Regions from separate parts of the Mus musculus genome. Here region 1 is linked to region 2. Evidence: chromatin contacts called from public Hi-C data. All regions are on one chromosome and are shown on one strand. Each heading gives the region's core, a stretch centred on a gene start, on an enhancer-like site or on the middle of the called end of the contact. The rest is flanking DNA. Distances are from core to core; before and after follow the strand shown.

The links. Hi-C and Micro-C count contacts between places; a contact is called where the count stands out from the background.
Region 1: a contact with region 2 is called in a Hi-C map of cerebral cortex, with 3 times the contacts expected there. The contact joins two enhancer-like sites. A contact is called at or near these places in 7 of 39 promoter capture datasets (the 3T3-L1 cell line, cranial neural crest, embryonic stem cells and 3 more), 7 of 484 Hi-C or Micro-C datasets (cerebral cortex, embryonic fibroblasts, embryonic stem cells and 2 more) and 2 of 115 datasets of contacts at active chromatin or transcription factors (embryonic stem cells and neural progenitor cells).

What each region holds. Positions count from the first base shown.
Region 1 is chr16:8,992,188-8,995,040 of GRCm38.p6, forward strand. No RefSeq gene overlaps it. Among named protein-coding and RNA genes, the nearest start is that of Gm30444, 3.9 kb to the right of the region's middle. Within about 2 kb of position 1,419, at least 13 of the 459 cell types and tissues checked have an H3K27ac peak or open chromatin away from gene starts, as enhancers often do. A contact at or near this core is called in cerebral cortex, where this site is marked.
Region 2 is chr16:8,917,894-8,920,752 of GRCm38.p6, forward strand. No RefSeq gene overlaps it. Among named protein-coding and RNA genes, the nearest start is that of Gm30310, 38 kb to the left of the region's middle. Within about 2 kb of position 1,413, at least 8 of the 459 cell types and tissues checked have an H3K27ac peak or open chromatin away from gene starts, as enhancers often do. A contact at or near this core is called in cerebral cortex, where this site is marked.

The DNA.
Region 1 (2,853 bases), core at 169-2,668, 74 kb after region 2:
CAGTCCCTTGCCTGTGAATCCTAAAGTCTTGCCTCTGTCTCCCTTCCCAGCCATTAGCTGCTGGAAACTTTATTTACCAATCAAAGCCAACTGGGGGCAGGGACCCTCAGAATTTCACACGAAGATGTGCAGGTTCCTGGGTAATTTTGAGAGTTGAATTAACATAAGGAGCATTAGAACTAATCAATCCACAACACTGATCCATTTTTCAGCTCCTGAGGACAGTTTCTTGAAGTCAGCATTTTTTTTTTAAATCACCCCTGCTCCACCATATTAATGTAGGTTTAATACATGTCTGTAATGCCAGCACTTGGGAGGTAAAGGCAGGAGGGTCAGAAGTTCAAGGTCATTCTGAGCTACAGATTGAGTTTGAGACCAATCTAGGCTACATGAGACTTTATCTCAAAGATCCCTGAAACCAGGCCACCCAGGCAACACCTCCTACCCCACAGGTGGGACTGGAGAGATGGCTTCAGCGGTTAAGAGTGCTTCCTGCTTTTGCAGGGAGCCTGGGTTTGGTTCCCAGCATCTACAGAGTGCATTGCAATCATCCCTAACTTCAGTTCTAGGTGATCCCACGTCCTCTTCTGGCTTCCATGGGCACCAGACATGAACACAGCACAATACATACACTCATATACTACATATATAAATGCTCACACCACGCACATAAAACTCCACTAGATGAATGTGCAGCAGACACTGTATTAAACATAGCTTGATGAGCATACATCCATAAAACCATCTACCATTGGCAATACCATCAACACATCAGTCGCCTCTAAAGGTGTCCTCCTGCCTCATTACAATGAGTATTATTTCACAGAAAGAACACTTAACCTCTTAATACATTTTAAAACTCTGACTCTGAGGCCGAGAACTCCAGGTACAGAGTGGTAGTTACTCCTCGGTGTAACTGAGACCTGCTTCCAGCAGGGGCACCTTTTGTTTCTTTGCATCTTCTCCCCGCATTTACAGAAGATCCTGAGGGAGAACATTGGTTTTTGTGAAGCCTGAGACCTATGCAGTTTTGAGATCCTTTAAGTTAATCCAACTAAACAGCAGACTTTGGAAGTGTGGGTCTTAGAAGCTCAAGCTTCATTAGCTTCAGGAAAAAGCCACCTTTGGGTTCATTGCATGCCTACTGAGTGAATGCAGGAGTCAAAGGTGGGTTTTAAATGTCTGACTTTGCTCGTTTTATTTTTGGTCTATCAGGAACACGAGGAGAGCGACAGGGGTAAGACAAGCTGATCTACCCTATTGTGATTTTGCACATAATTAGGACTTAAAAATTCTCAAGTTTAAGCCTGCTTCTACCTTAGGTTTGCAGCTAATGGGGATAAGAATAATCGGGTATTGTGGTATGTCAGCAGCATTAGACAGCGGCTGTGTGGGCTTTCTGCTTTCTGTTCTCCACACTTGGAGCCAGTAGAACATTTCCTTCCTTTCAGAGATTCATCCCCTGGCTCCTCTATCTTTCTGACTCAGGCAGACAGATCCAGGTTTCGGGGGAGGGTGTAAGGTCTGTCCACCCCCAGATCTGGGCATCTAACAGAGCTTCTCCTTCCTACTCACTGTGCTGTGCGAATCTCCATGATGAACATTTGATAAATGTACCTCTACCCGTCTGCCCCTCATCCATTGAGGGAGGCCGCCATTATCTCCATATTAGGGATGGAATATGGAGTCATAGATGTGTTGTTAGGTGGGGGCTGCTCCAGTCACCCACACCCCAGTCCCTCTGTGGCTCAGGCTTGAGATTGGGCTTTGCTCCTAAGACCTCTCTCACTGATCAGTCAAGACTGCTCTGTGGGTAGAGGGTGATTTCCTTGGCCAAAAGCCAACTAATTATAGATGTGACTCCCACCCACAAATGCCTTCTGGTAACACTGAGACAAATGTCTAACTGCAAGATGCATGGAAGAACAATCATGCCAACATGTAAAATTAGAGAAGAATGCTCAGTGAGGCTGTCCCTGTAGACCTGTGTCAGCATCTGCTAGATTGGGCAGGACCATCGTCATCTTTGAGCTCCTCTTCTCTCAGTGGGAATGATAGGTCAGGTGTGTGCTGAGGAGCCAGAGAAAAAGGCCCAGGAGTGTGTAAAGGCCATTTTCATGGCTCGTGCGAAGACTCGGTATCAAGGTTCTTGTTGTACAGGACAGACAACATGAGTGCCACCCTGGCACCATGGGGGAAAGAGGGACCAATTTCTCCAGGTTGTTCTCTCACTTCCACACATGTGCCTTGACACATGTGCACTCCCCATCCCCACACATCACAACATCACACACACACACACACACACACACACACACACACACACACACACACACAGACACACACACAGACACACACACACACACACAATGCTAATTAGTAAAATAAAAAATTAGAAAAAAAGAGATAATTTCCAGTCAAGGTCTCCTCACTGGGATGAGATAGAAGATCCTGGAAGTTAAATACTAAACTCCCAAGTCATCTCATGGAGGAGAATGTGACATCAGAGCTGAAGGTGGCTTCTGGCACATACCAGAGAGCTATTTATGTGACTTTCAGTTTTTCAGAGAAGCCCATTTCAGCAAGAGGAGGGAGAAAGCTTAGTGCTCCAAGGGGCTACTTTAACACTTGAGCAGTTGGTCACTTCTGGTCCTACAGAAATGCTCCTTTCATTACTTTTTTCTGTGGATCAAGTCCAGAGCCTCAAGGATGCTAAGCAGTGACCTACGGCTGAGCCACAGCCCCGTTTTTGAGATGCTGACTTTCTTGCTTTGGATACACAGGGTGGAAGGAGCGAAGAAGCAGGAGGAATGCACAGCATGCTGAAGTATTTGTAGACAAGGCTGTGCACTC
Region 2 (2,859 bases), core at 163-2,662:
ATCAGACATACATCACTTAGAGATGAGGCGTCTTTAGGCTAGCTGTGTGGCTTTCTGGGGTGGTGGCTTTTAAGCTGGCCTTCAGGAAAAGTAAAAGTGAAGGAGGTGATTTACAGTTTTAAAAACACCCCTCTCTGGTGAGAACAGCTTAAGTAGCCAGGTGATGTTGAGGCAGGAGGATTACCATGAATTCCTGGTTAGCTTGGGCTGCAAGTCAAGACCCTGTTTCTGGATGGGTGTGGTGGCCCATGCCTGGAGTTCCAGCATTGGAGAGGTGGAGACTGGAGGACCAGGAGTTCACGATCATTCCCCACCAAATGGTGAACTGAGGACAGACAGCCTGGGCTACAGGAAGTCCCGCTGAGAGGGATGAGACAGGCTGGGCCACAGGTTATCTCAGTTGATTGTCCACAGTCAACTGCAGACTGAAGTCCTGTTCTAGGCTCCCCCTCTCACTCCTGCACTTGATAGAGACAGAATAAGACTGAGTTCACCCACCCTGGAACGCCCTAATGTGCTTTAAACTGGGCCTGTAAGCTCACTTTGGGGTCTCTCTGTCTTGGTAATGGGAGACCGGAACATGCTGGCCTTTTGCAGAATAAAACACGCTTTGTGTTTACATACTATCTGAGTCTGGGGTGTCATTCTTTGGTGAATCATGGACCTTACACTGTCTCAGAAAAACAAACGAAGGAACAAACACCTGAGTGAGGTATGCAGGACCAGCGGCTAAGAGTTCCATACTCAGTTCAAGTATAAGGAGCTCTTTGGAGAGCTGTCATCAGATTTGTAAGGACTCTGCATAGCTACATGGGGAGAATGGAGACTCCCATTTGGGGTTCATGACATATGCTTGGGTGACCATGTCCTATAAGGTGACCAGAGCCTGGGGGAGGAGTCTTGGTCTCACTCCCAGACTCACAGCTCTATGGGAACAGAAGCCCTTGCCACCACAGAAAATCCAAGGCTGTGGCTGAGAGCCCAGCATGGCACCTGGAATGCACCCCCTCCCCCAGCAGTGAGGTCACCTGTGCCTTCCACCACGAACACACCTGCCCTTGGCAGCCCTCCTCGCCAAGTCTATTTTTGCTCTGTTTGGCAGCTCTGTGGAAATTAAGAGGCTATTTGCAGTGACTAATGTTGATAATTCTGATCGGGCAATTTAAAATTCATCCTTTGCCATATCAGAGACACGCTAGGGGACAGAATTAAGGCATCATCGGCAGTGATTTCTATGACTGTTGCTGGAAAACAAAACCCAAACCCCAAAGACACTAAAAATCGGTCTTCATTCAAGCTGCTGCTCATTAAACTGCCTCCTTTAAAATATTCTGTCTTGATCTACACAATAGCGCTCATGTGTTCCCGGCTTATTAGCCAAGTGGAGGAACCTTGACAAGCTGGCTTCAGGCTCCTGGGAGCTACAAGCCTTCTGAAATTGGGAGATGCAGCTTAGCACCTCTGCAGCCCTGACTCCTCCACAGCTTCCACAACCACCCACTGACCCTGCCTTCCAGCCAACTCTAAAAAAGATTCAAGCTTCCCAGCCTTGCTCAAACCTGTGCTCATATGTGTGTGTCGTACAGACCTGTCTGTCTGTCTGTCTGTCTGTCTGTCTGTCTGTCATTCACCTATCCAAGTCACAGTCTCCTGTAGCCTAGGCCAGCTTCGGATTCACTATGGAGTCAAGGTTGACTTTGAACTCCTGATTCTCCTGCCTCCACCTCTGGAGTGCTGGTATTACACTGTGTGTTCAATCATGCTAGGCTTTCCATGGTCTCCTTTGAAATATTTTAATAAAAATAATTTACTCTAAAGATAACTCAGTTTTAGAATTGAGCAGCTCTGTTTGGACAGGGTGCTTTGCATCGCCGCCATGAGTAGGAAGCAACATGGGGAGGATGAAACAAGCACCAGCTACAGAAGAAGTTGTGCTTTAGAAATGCTGCTTATCTTCCTTGTTCTGTTCCTCGGGTTTTCTTTCTAAAACGGACATAAAATGGGTGTGCAGTTAAATGCAGGTTTGCAAAGCTTTGGAATGATACATGTTTTAACGTATTAATTTACATTTGCTTTTAGTAATATTTTTGTTTATTGTTCTTTGAAAATTTTATACTTGTATGCAGTGTATTTTGATTGTATCTACTTACCACTTCCTCCCTCAGGCTCCCTCCTGGGAACCCCCCAACCTGTCTCCCTTCCAACTTCATGTGCTTCTTTAAAATTATTATTGCTAACAAGCCGCTGAGTTTAATTTGTGCTAACTGTAGGTGCATATCTGTGGGGTCATGCACTGAGCTGTGTGCAGCCTTACTAGTGGCCACATTCCCAGGAAAGATGGCCCTCACTCCTTCAGCAGCCATCAACTGCCAAGAGCTCCACTGACTGGGGGCTGGGGAGCTCAGTGGTGCCACCTCACCACCCAGGATGGAATTTTGACTTGCTTGATCTTGTGCAGGCAACTCCAGCTATTGTGAGTTCATGTGTGGGACAGCCTCGTCATCATGTGCAGAGGAGAGCACTTCATCGCACCTTTCCGCATCCTCTGGTTCTTACATTCTTGTTTCTTTCCATTCTTCTGCAAAGCTCCCCGAGTCCAGGATGAGGGAAGCTGATATAGATGATGACCTACCTGTAGATGACCTAACTGTAGATGACCTGCCTATAGATGGCCTGTCTGTAGATGACCTGTCTATAGATGACCTATCCGTAGATGACCTGTCTGTAGATGACCTGCCTATAGATGACCTATCTGTAGATGACCTGCCTATAGATGACCTGTCTGTAGATGACCTGTCTATAGATGACCTGTCTATTGATGGACTGTCTGTAGATGAACTATTTATAGATGACCTGTCT